2 separate regions of the Gossypium arboreum genome follow, and region 2 is linked to region 1. A link is a contact called in public Hi-C data. All regions are on one chromosome and are shown on one strand. Each heading gives the region's core, a stretch centred on a gene start, on an enhancer-like site or on the middle of the called end of the contact. The rest is flanking DNA. Distances are from core to core; before and after follow the strand shown. Region 1 holds the start of LOC108480247 (glutathione S-transferase F8, chloroplastic-like). Region 2 holds the start of LOC108482245 (probable trehalose-phosphate phosphatase J).

The links. Hi-C and Micro-C count contacts between places; a contact is called where the count stands out from the background.
Region 2: a contact with region 1 is called in a Hi-C map of leaf, with 7 times the contacts expected there. The contact joins the promoter of LOC108482245 here to the promoter of LOC108480247 in region 1. A contact is called at or near these places in 2 of 5 Hi-C or Micro-C datasets (both in leaf).

What each region holds. Positions count from the first base shown.
Region 1 is chr11:59,711,832-59,717,961 of ASM2569848v2, forward strand. It overlaps LOC108480247 (glutathione S-transferase F8, chloroplastic-like), which reads left to right and starts at 4,014. Exons shown (of 3, transcript XM_017783160.2): 1 at 4,014-5,157; 2 at 5,231-5,279; 3 at 5,375-6,013. The coding sequence starts at 5,005. The coding sequence ends at 5,832. LOC108480248 (U11/U12 small nuclear ribonucleoprotein 25 kDa protein-like) reads right to left here. Exons shown (of 4, transcript XM_017783162.2): 4 at 5,741-6,130.
Region 2 is chr11:60,227,688-60,234,282 of ASM2569848v2, forward strand. LOC108482245 (probable trehalose-phosphate phosphatase J) reads left to right here and starts at 3,264. Exons shown (of 9, transcript XM_017785359.2): 1 at 3,264-3,430; 2 at 3,538-3,809; 3 at 3,895-4,035; 4 at 4,133-4,204; 5 at 4,305-4,556; 6 at 4,645-4,792; 7 at 4,888-4,958; 8 at 5,057-5,149; 9 at 5,229-5,604. The coding sequence starts at 3,427. The coding sequence ends at 5,285.

The DNA of each region.
Region 1 (6,130 bases), core at 2,764-5,263:
TATTGCTGAAGACTTGGTAACAGAGCAACTGAAGTTGATCAAAATGATCCTGAGTGGACATTGATCATGAGCCTATTAGGGGAACCAAACCACTAAGTGAAATATATGAGAGGGTAGGTGTGGCTACAGTTTAACCAACCTTTCTTGAAGAAGCTCAAGCTCAAGAAGGTTGGAGGCAAGCCATGCTTGATGAAATGAACATGATTCACAAAAACCAGACCTGGGAGTTAGTTGCAAGAGTAGTTCACAGGAAGGTCATAAGAGTAAAATGGGTGTTTCGAGCCAAGCACAATGCTAATTGAACTTTGAACAAGCTGAAGGCAAGATTAGTAGTGAAGAGGTTTAGTCATAAATATGGGATCAATTTCCTTGAAACATTTGCGCTAGTGGCAAAGCTTGATATAATCAGACTACTAGTTGCATTGGCTGCTCAAAGGCAGTGGAAAATACATAAACTTGATGTAAAATTTTCCTTCCTCAATGGCTTTCTTGATGAGGAGATATATGTTGAATAGCCAGAGGGTTTTAAAGTTGTTGGTGAATAAGACAAAGTTTACAAGCTAAGAAAAGCCTTGTATGGCTTAAAATAGGCACTAAGGGCTTGGTATGACAGAATTGACACCTACCTAGCAAGCTTGGGGTTCGAGAGAAGCATTAGTGAGCCAACACTGTATGTGAAGAAGAAAGGTGATGAAACATTACTCATAGTCTCCTTGTATGTGGATGACTTGCTTGTGACAGGAGAAAACAATGCTATGTTGACTGATTTTAAAGGCAAGATGGAGAGCATGTTTGAAATGTCAGATTTGGGTGACATGTCCTATTTCCTTGGGATGGAAGTGTCTCAGACTTAGCAAGGAATTTTTTTAAGCCAAAAGGGTTTTGCCTTGAAAATTCTGAACAAATTTTCCATGCAAAATTACAAGGCAACTAGCACTCCAATTGCTGTTGAAGAAAAAATGTCAAGCCAAGATGATTTTGAAAAAGTGAATGAATCAACCTATAGGAGCTTAGTGGGATGTTTGCTCTATTTAATAGCCACAAGGCCAGACATATTTTTTGCAGTCAGTTTCCTATCTAGGTTTGTGCATTGCTGCAACATGAATAATTTTCAAGCTGCAAAGAGAGTACTGAGGTACATTAAGGGAACTCTGTGCTTTGGAGTTATGTTCACCAAAGTTGACAGCATGAAGTTTCTTGGTTTTGCTGACAGTGACTGGGCAGGATCGATAGATGACATGAAAAGCACCTCAAGGTATCTATTTACCTTGGTTCAGCTGTTTTTTATTGGACCTCAAAGAAACAGTTTATTGTAGCTCAATCAATAGCTGAAGCAGAATATGTAGCAGCTGCAAGAGCTGTTAACCAAACAATTTGGTTAAGGAAGATCATGGCAGATTTGAATTCACACCAAAGAGAAGCAACAGAGATCAGAAGTGATAATCAATCTGCTGTTGCAATTGCAAAGAACCCAGTGTTTCATGGGAAAACAAAACATTTTAAGACATTTTGTTAAAGAAATGGAACAATCTCAAGAAATCAAACTGGTTCATTACAGTTCAGAAGACCAGTTGGCTAATATGTTGACAAAGGCTCTTGGTGTGACAAGGTTCAAGAATTTGAGAGCTAGATTGGGTGTTTGTAGCATGGAAGCCAAGGAGGAGTGTTAGAAATTGACTTACATACAGCCCTTGGGATCGAGCCATGCAGTTAGCAGCTGAAGCCCATACAACTGTCATTTTGTTGTTTTGATGATGTTTTTTTGCTTAGTTAGAATTGAACTAAGTTTGTAATGAATTTGTTGTAATTTGGTGCTGATATATTTGATAAATCAACTTAACCAAGTGTGCAAGCAATATTTTATAAGTTTCAAGACATTGTTAGTGGAGTTAGGTGTGTTTAGGTGACATTTTCTTCCTTTTGACAAGTTAATTACTTGTTATATGTAATGTTTTGTTCTTTTTCATATATGATGATGAATCATTCAACAAATTTTCTCCTCATTTTCTAGTTTAAGCTAAGCAATCTATTCTTGTTCTTCTAGATTGATTTTCTTGTTTGTTCAGCAAGCCACTGTAGCTTAAAGCTTAAGATTTTGCTGTAATTGCTTAGTTTTGATTCTCAACACCAACCGTCATTACATGCAACTAATTTGAAGGAAATAATTCAATCAGTTCAGCATATGTATATCCAATATGATTTTTTATATACTTTTAATAAATAATTATTTTTTGAGTTTTTATACATTTGGAATATATATTAGAATTTTATTATATTTTTAATATATATTTTTTTATAACTTTTGATTTTTTTAGTTTCACACTCATCCAAAATGAATTTAGACATAAGGTTATTTAAATTCATTTTACATATGCACATTTTAATTATTTAAAAAAAAATTAATTTTGCTAAGCAGACACGTCAATATACTGTCACGTGATAATTTTTGCTGGCTTCTATTTAACAGTCAAACTATTTAGCTAATGATTTCCATTAACGGAAGAGATGAATAGTATATGTCCTCGGAGAGGTAGTGGATATTGTAAGTCCCATACCAAGGCTACGGGATTCGGGATGACTAGTTATCAATACACTCGAATGAAGTCGAAAAGATGATTATGTGCCCTTCTGAAATAGCATGTTATTATGACACGTGTCTAAGTCTAGATAGATATGACAAATCTCCAATTTATTTATCTTCTTTCAAGTATAAAATAAAAATCAAAATGGAAAATTAAAAATATTTTTTAAATTTAACACCCATTAAGAGTTGAAGTCAGAAAATTGGATGAGGACACATTGTCCCGGTTTAGCGTGGTGATTTTTTGAAAAAAGTAGATTGTTTGATATCTTCCAACTCTTTCGAGCCAATGGCTGATGGTAACTAGTATTAAAAGAATAAGATTTAAAATCTAGAAAATTTTGGGTTTTATTAATTTTTTTCATATGTTTATCATTTCTTTTATATTTTTATAATATTTTTAGTTTTAATGTGTTTAATAGTTTTTCTTATAATTTTATAATATGTTATATTTTTCGTAATCATATAGTTTTATAATTTTCTATTAATATTTATTTTTTATATTTTGTACAATTTTCTATAATTTTTATGATTTTTAAGAAATTTAAAGAGGATATATATATATATTGCCATGTGGCACATTCTTGACTTGCCACATGGTGAAGTAACACCATTAAGGGCTTACACAGAAATTGATTTTTTACATTCAATTAAGGGCACATTTGAAATTGATTATTAAATTATTTTAGATGAGTTTTTGTTATATTAAGCTTCAAAATTGGGCTAATATTTGGATTATTTCTAATTTCAAGCGAACAGGAGATTAAAAGTTTGTATTTAGGTTAATATAATAGTTTGCACTTAAATTTTCTTCTGATATAGTACATATATAAAGAAAATGTCGAATGTTCTATTCTGCCATATATTGATGTAACCAAAGCTTCAACATTATTTAATTTACACGTGTCATTATATGATAGGTTTTAGATTTTGAATATAATTTTTACCGTTTAATTTTCAATAGATAAGTTTTAGTTTTTGTTTAGTTTTTTTAAGTTTTGTTTATTTCTTAAAAATAAAAATAAAAGAAATTTATCAAATTTAATCCACATGTAAAAATATATTCAAAATTCAAAACCAAGACATATTTCATTCATTGTTGTGAATGCAATGTGTAAATTAAACAATGTGATAGCCTTTGGGTACATTCATACACAGCAGAATAGTACAGGTATCAATTTGGGCTTATAGGTACCGCATTGTACATGAGATGAAAGTTGAGGGGTCAAATGAGAGTATTAAAAAGATAGACGTTGATTGCCAACAACTCTTATTCCACTTCCAGCGTCTGTATCTCATTTCTCCATTTGATTTGTTTTCCTTTTTCAGTTAAGTTTCCTTTTGATTGGTTTTTCCATTTTCAGTTAACACGCCTGCTAGCCATTCAATTGCAATGGCTCTTCCTCCCGTTTTAAACACCCTTTCATCCCAACCCCACACCCACAGCAAAACCCAAACGACTTGGCCGCCGCAGTGGGTTCCATCGGCAGATTTTCTCGGGGTGAAGACCTGAAGCCTTATTTGTACTTTGCTGAAGGGTGTAAGAACGGCAGTAGCTGTAAGTTCGTTCATGGAGATGCAGCTACTACCGTTCTTACAAAACCCTCCAGAATGGTGGAAATTCAACAGCATTTTGTCAGCCTTTGAATGAAAACGAGTGACATTATTTGGAGGAGCTGAATCAGAATTTCCATCAAATGTATATGTTTGGGGGCTTGCTATATATTATTGCATTTGATAATGTAACTATCATTTACAAGCAACATCTGAGATACACAAGGTAAACTTCTTCTTATTAGATTTACCTTCCTAACGTTTAAAGACAAAGGTACCAATGCCATTGTACGCTGTAATAATAATAGGTAGAAGTGGAGCAACATAATATATGTAGTGGATCAGCAGCTTTAATGCGTATTTTTTATCATTTCAACTAAAACTTTGCTTATTTTTACTTTTACATAAATTATTTTTTTACCAACATCATAACCTAATTAGTTATTATGTACCGTTGTGAGCATCTATTGTAACTGTCTATGAGAAGATGCATGCAAACACTTATCAAATGATAGTTGTAAGATTTAAACCGACATAAGCCCGCGGGTATCTTTGATAAAGCAATAGAACCAAAAGCATAATAAAAACATAAAAGGAAAACAAAAATCACAGAGCGAAGGGTTTCCAGAGTAACAGCCAATATTTCTCTTTGTAGTCCATGTCTTGAAGTATTTTCAAGACCCAAACTTAGCCCAGTGGAGCCTATAATGCTGTAGATACAAAACACCCTCTTTATGAGATTATGTCCTAGGTGGACCCACTTAACTCCACTCGTTAAGCAAGGGATAAAGTGGGTAGTGGATTAGGTGCAAGTTCCTTTTATATGGGTGGAGAGTGTTAACGCAGGACAAAGTAGACGGCACTTCCAAATGGCAACTCCGGTGAAAGTGCATGGCCCCCCATTGTCTACTGCTGTGTCTAGGGTCTTAGCTTGTCTCATTGAGAAAGATGTTCAATTCCAGCTTATTCCCGTTAACATGTCCAAGGGAGAGCACAAAAGTTCTGATTTCCTCAAGATCCAGGTACATACATACATGAATGAATTATCTGCTTCCTGAAATTGAACTAAACTATTTTAATTGTTGGCTTCGACAGCCCTTTGGTCAAGTACCGGCATTTCAAGACGAAAGCACCTCCCTGTTTGGTAATCAATCATTCCCAAACTTGCATTTTGTGGTTGGTACTTTTTGTTTTGAGTATTGTGGCTAAGATTTTGATTTGGGAAATTGAATTTTGTAGAGTCACGGGCGATTTGTAGGTATGTATGTGAAAAGTATGCAGAGAAGGGGAACAAGGGATTGTATGGGAGCAACCCGTTGGCGAAAGCTTCAATAGATCAATGGTTGGAGGCAGAAGGGCAGAGCTTTAACCCCCCAAGCTCAGTTCTGGTATTCCAACTTGCATTTGCACCCCGAATGAAGATTAAGCAAGACCAATCCTTGATCAACCAAAACCACGATAAGCTGGCTAAAGTGCTGGAGGTGTACGAGAAAAGGCTAGGAGAAAGTCGGTTCTTGGCCGGGGATGAGTTTTCATTGGCAGATCTTTCCCACTTGCCTAACACACATTATTTGGTGAATGCTACTGACAGGGGTGAGCTCTTCACTTCCAAGAAAAATGTAGGGAGGTGGTGGGCTGAGATTTCCAGCCGTGATTCCTGGAAAAAGGTAGTTGATATGCAGAAGCACAGCAGTTGATACAGCCTTGCTCTGTTTGCTCGCCTTTTCCTACATGCTACTCTTATTGTTGAACTCTATGAGGGATTTGCTGTAATTCCTTCTTGTTATTGCCTTTGTTGTGTACTTTTGGAGATGATGACGTGATTAATGTATTTGGTTTTGAGAATCCGAGATATGATAAAGCTAATTTTATTAATAATTTAGTATTAGAAGAGCTTTAAAATTTATTTAAAATGTCAACTAGAAATTAATGTACTTGTACCACATTTACTCTGCTATGGAACATTGAATTTGTGGAATGAGTTGGCTCAGAAAA
Region 2 (6,595 bases), core at 2,014-4,513, 520 kb after region 1:
CATAGAAAGTTATTAGTCGAAGCATGTGGTTAGGCTAAAAATTTGGTTTCGAATTCAAGGACTAAATTAAATAAGTTGAAAAAGTATAGGAATTAAAGTGCAAGTATTCTATTTTATTTTGATGAAAAAGACTTCATGAAAATTTAAAAAAAAATCAATGATTTCATGATATCCTTTAAATTATATTTTTATTAAATAATTATTATTTAATATTTTATTTAAAATAATAATATTTTAATAAGTACTATTATAATATATGTAAAAGAGAGATCAACATCTTTCTTCATTTTTTTATTTATCATTTACCAAAGTTAGGGAAGAAAAACAAATTTCTTTCATCATTTCCTTTAAATTCAAGTCAAAATTTTCATAGATTTTGAATATTGGAAGCTTGTTTTACATATATGTACAATTAGTTTTTATTTTATCAAATATATTGAAAGTTGTCACTAAAGGACATTGATGAAAGCTTAAAAACTTAAGTGAAATAAGTATATTATTTTATAGGAAATTATTAGAAGATGAATTCTAACTTGTTAGAAGTGTGAAAAAGAAATAAAAATGGATGGGAAGTCTATTTGGTACATTCGGCCATGGTGAAGGGGAAGTAGAGAACTTTGACCACTTTGTGTAATATTGGTGCTAAATGATAGTTTGTGAAGCAGTGAATATTCTGATGAAGAGAGAATTGAAAATAGATAATTGAGTCAAAAGAAATGCGAATTTCGGACTAAAAAACTTAAGTTGTCAACTTGATGAACCATGCATATTTAAGTTTGTTATAATTACTTTTAGGATTATAATGGATAAATGTCATTGTTTCGTATTGAGTTACTCTTATTATAGCTAAAAACGAAGCGAGCATCTCAAAGGAGAAAGGCGAAGAAAAGAAGCAAAGCGATTGAAACTTAGATTTGCACTAATATCTTATTTTTATTACATAATGCTTTTAGTATTTATTTTATCATGATTAACTATATAAATTTTATTTTATGAATTCGAATGAATTTTGAATGGTTTAATTAGTATTTAAAAGATTATATTTTGAATTGAAAACTATGATTTCAATGATAAAATTAATAAATTCAAGATTTTGAGTTGAATTTAAATATTAATATTTCAAATGTATTGGAAGCCTAATTTTATATTAGGCGATATATAATTGAACATGAAATGAAATTGAAATGATAAATGTTAGAGATTGTGTGACTCGAATCCCAACACTTGTTGAAGAAATAAATACAGTGGAAAAATAAGAGGATTTGTATTGTGAAAATTAAATTAATTATGCGAGTTTAAATTTGATTAAAAAGCTTTTTTATTCGATTTGTCAATATCATAATATTAAAGTTTTTAATATTAGAATATTTTTTATTGTGATGTTATTAATTATATTTATAATCAAGTTTTATTTTATTTCTATCAATTAATTTATATTCAATACTTATGTAATGATTTATATGATATTAGCACCACTTGAGCATAAAAAATATTTAGCGTACCGTTTGTTTATTTTCTCTGTGCAAGTAGTTAGATTCGGTAGGTCATTTTAACAGCATCTAAAGAACCGAAGATCAACTCAAACAATGTTGGTGAAAAGTTGACTTTACAATTTATATAAATGACATGTACCTAGGCTTGTATATATATATATATATATATATATATATAATATTGTGTTGTAAACTAAATTTAAATATTTTCGTTATGTTTTCTTTGCTAGTATTTTATAACTTTTGTTTTAATGAAATGGTAAATCATAGAAATCTAGTTTATTAGTATGTTTTGAAAAATCTAAGTGTTGGGAATTGATTTGGTAGATGATTTAAATGTTGATATATTGTGAAATCTAAATTTTGTAAGGTTTTTTTTTTTTTTACATAAAATAGGCAAAAATGTTTTCGAAATTTTTATAAAATAATTTTACCATTATGTTTCCATTTTGATAAAGCAAGATAAAAAAGTAAGTAACTTCGACAACGGAATATGGTATTTTATATACAGATCCAACAACTGGGTCACATGGAAACTAAATTTGCAAGTTACATATAGTGCATGGCCTAATAGCATCATTTAACCTAATAATTAATATTTAATTAAAAGAAAATCGGTTGCCTAGCAAAAGGAAAAAGAAACGGTCCGAATATTCCAAAACTCCAAATATGGAATATTTATCTTAAAAGTATGCATAATTTGAGTATAATTCAGTTCACTTAGCAACATCCCTAGATAAAATAGGTAGAAGAAAGCAATGTGTTGTTTGTAGACTTGGACCGTTTACATTGATTGTTGATTACGGGATTTGACTTTGATTCTCCAATCTTTCTATTTCAGATGTATTTGTCGTGAAATACCAAATTTTTTTAACTTAATTAAGAAATAAAAGAACCACAGCGAATTAAGAAAATTTTAATATAAGAATCTCTTGTACAGAATAATATGAGATTCAAAACATCTTCCAGTCAAAGGGGTTGAAGAATCAATTCCCCGTTTCTTGAATTAAACATGTGTTACTTTTGATTGTTTGATTAGATTAAACCCATGTTAGGAAATTTCTTTGTGAATCTCAAATTATTATGTTGAAATTAATCGAAAATTGTTGAACAAGTTGAGTAAGCGAGGGATATATAGAATCTCGTACCGTAAATCACATCCTCGGCATGCAAGTAATGGTAATCGACTGATGCTTCCACTTACAGAAACAAAAGAGCAGAGAAAATGAGGATAAACTATAAACAATAATTAATTAATTAAATGAGCCCCAACATTGGGCAGAGCTGGGCACTGTTCTGTCTCAATTTTCAAGACTGGACTAGATTCAGCCAATAGAAACACAGCAATAATTTTCTATTGGATCAAATTAGATATACTGACTAGCTTCATGTGAAGTTTTAAAGAAGATTTATTTATATAATAAAACTTTTGCATAGAGAACTAAAGAACAGACCTAACAAGCTAATTGATGCGATTTGGTGAGCACAGGTGGCACAAACCCATATGATGCGAGCCGTCCAAGGCTATGGTCCAAATGGCATAACTGCTAGCAGCCTGTTAAAACTGCCTTTTTACTTCACACTGCTAAGGCTAAAGACGGCTGTTTTAACAAAGGCATGGGATTTGGGCTGTGGGACCACGTGGCGGTGGAGCCCCTTAAAGCAAAAACTCAGGATATGGTCATGGAGGACGGTGGGTCCCATATTTAGGAGAGAGGCATACTTAGTTTGTTTCGTCGCTTTGTGTCTGGTTTGCTATAAAATGGGCATTCAATCCCCTTCTGTCTCTCTCACATACATTCTCTTCTCCCTATTTCTCTGCCTATTCTTCCTTTGAGTACTCTGTAGACTCCTCTGTTTCAAATCTCCTCCTCTTTACCTTCACATTAACATCTTAACACTTGGTTCTTTTTAGACACCTTAATATCCACAAATGGGTAAGTTCTTTATTGTTGTTATTCTGTATTTTGGGGACCTATTGAGAACTGTGGGCTTTTTAGTTTTTAAGGCAGCTTTTTGCTAAAAATGCTTTGTTTTGTTATAGTGAGTTTCTTAGAAGAGAGAGCAAAGAATATAGGTGGTGGTGGTCAAAATATAATGACTGATGCAAAATCTGTCCTCAACATGTCAATCACAGTGACGGTATCAGCTCAAAAGCCGCCAGCACCCCATGGTTATATCTCCATTTCAACAAAGAGGTTGCTTCACAACCTTGAAATCAATGCTGGGGCAAGAGCCAGTGTATGGGTTGATTCCATGAGAGCTTCTTCACCAACTCATATAAAATCCACACCTGATGATCAAGGTGCCTGGAATGTAAGTTCTAAAGCTATTTCAATCCTTCAATAAAAATGGGCTTGCTCTTTCTTCAACCCAATAAAGATTCTGATTTGTTTTGTAGCTACACCATCCATCTGCCCTGGAGATGTTTGAGCAGATAATAGATGCGTCGAAAGGGAAACAAATAATAATGTTTCTGGACTACGATGGCACACTTTCACCAATTGTTGAGGATCCAGATCGAGCTTTCATGTCCAACAAGGTTGCCTATTTGTCTTATATAAAACTATGGTTAACCTTTGTATAACCCTTTTGGGTATTTTCATCAATACTTACTTTTTCATGCTTATGTACACCAGATGAGAAAGACAGTGAGAAAGCTAGCAAAGTGTTTTCCTACTGCTATAGTGAGTGGCAGATGCAGAGACAAGGTACATTTCCAGGCCACAAATTTTATTCTAAAAAAAAAAAATACCAACTTTTTTCCCCCGAACTTAAATATATTTTTTTCATTGTTTTTGCAAATTGTAGGTGTATAAATTTGTGAAATTAGCTGAACTGTACTACGCTGGAAGTCATGGCATGGACATTAAAGGGCCAGAGAAACGTTCCAAAACTGACAAAGTGACAGAACATGTTCTTTTCCAACCAGCAAGTGAATTTCTTCCCATGATTGACGAGGTTTACAAACAATTGGTTGAGACCACCAAATCAACTCCAGGAGCTAAGGTGGAGAACAACAAGTTCTGTCTCTCTGTACACTTCCGTTGTGTTGATGAAAAGGTAATAAAAAAAAGCCAAATTACAATTATTAACTTAGAATTATTCCGACTATTTTATTGGCACTTGACCCTTTGCTTCAAAACAACAGAAATGGAGTGGACTGGCACAACAGGTTAAGTCAGTTTTAAAGGAGTACCCCAAGCTACGACTAACTCAAGGCAGAAAGGTTCTTGAAATCCGTCCTACTATTAAATGGGACAAAGGGAAAGCCCTTGAATTTTTATTAGAATCTCTTGGTAAGTTGTTTTTTTTTTTTTTTTTTTAATATAAATAATATTTGATGCATTGAGGGGATGATGTACTAACAGTTATTATAAACATCTTTTTATAGGATTCGCAAACTGTACTGATGTTTTCCCTGTCTATATTGGAGATGATCGCACAGATGAAGATGCATTTAAGGTATCCAATGCTCAAAATTAAGGACAAGGCATGTCTTTGCTTTATTAAACTTGTAGATCTTGTGCTAACAGTGGTGTTTTTTTCCCCATTGTTATTAGATATTGAGAGACAGAGGACAAGGTTTCGGAATTCTTGTCTCAAAGTACCCCAAAGACACCAATGCATCATATTCTTTACAAGAACCAGATGAGGTAAGTTCCAAAACTAGCACAAACAAGTATTATTTTATTTTTGTTTTGGTAACTTATCATAATCTTTCCTTTCTTGCAGGTTATGGATTTTTTACGGCGTCTGGTTGAATGGAAACAATTATCTATGGGAGCTTAATTCAAAATCTAAAAGTTAGGAAGATATGGAAAAACATTTGTCCACCCTAGCAAAAAGAAATATAAAGGGTTGGGACGAAATTATGTAGTAAATTCTTGTTAAGATAAAAAAAAATGAACAAGAAAAAAAAGAATATATATATATATATATATATAATACATGTATTGTATCTTTAGGCTTGAAGGCCTCGCACATCTTGTAACTAGCATGGTACAAGGGTTATGACTTGTAGCTTCATAATTCGTCTATTATGCATAGAAATGTTACTCTCCTTGTTTATCTCTTTATCCCTCTTATTAACAAAAGCAAAGTTTACGTTGCTTTGGTTCTTCATTTAATTTTTTTTAATATTTATGTTGGATGTATATTCAAATATAAGTATTGAGAAATGGTTCAGCAATTATAATGCCTAGTCTAAAAAATGATTGAACATACTCATATCTAATGTTTACTTACATTGGACGATAACACTTGAATACGAATAACATAAAAAACAAAACTATCTCATTTTCACTATATCTGTGATGAATATAAAGTTTTCTCGTGGAAGGGAATTATAATATTAAGCATATTCATTGAAAATTGATTTAAAAAGTCTGATGCGCTACTTACCACTTAAATTTCAGATACTCAGCATATGCATCTGCAAATTTAATTTTAAGTTATTGCTTTTGTTTTTGTTAACTCAAAATAAGAAGCTAAGCCTATGCTTATGCTTATGCTTTTAACTTTAATCTAATTTCTTTTTTGGGGCCAAATTTCTCAGCTATTATCCAACCTTGTCTGTGAATAAGTTCTTTTTTTTTTAGCTTTTTCTATAAAGAACGCTGCCTTTGTCACTTCATTAGTGGACAGGCAGTTTGGTATTTAACTGAGTGAACACTGTAAAAGGACTAACTGAGGGAGGGTGGAGAAGATTTATAGTCTTTTGAAAGTGAAAGAATTTGATAAAAAAACACGAAGTATTTGGAATATAAAACAAAAATATATAATTGTTGATACAAAGGTACAACAAGAAAGAAATAAAGAGGAGGGTGTAGTAGTGTTGATGGAGGCCATTTCACCCAATTGGGACCGAGAGTTGGAAGTTATAGAGACTAGAGGTTAAGAAAGTATGAAGACTAAGTGCTGAAGGTAAGTTGGCAGAGTATAGGCAAGTATATTCAAGAGCTAGTCCTCACTTCATCGTTTTAGGGGCTCTTTATAGGTGAGGTCCTGTGCAGAATAATATTAATGTGTTGGAGTGCTGAAGGTAAGTTGGCAAAGTATAGGCAAGTATATTCAAGAGCGGGTCCTCTCTTCATTGTTTT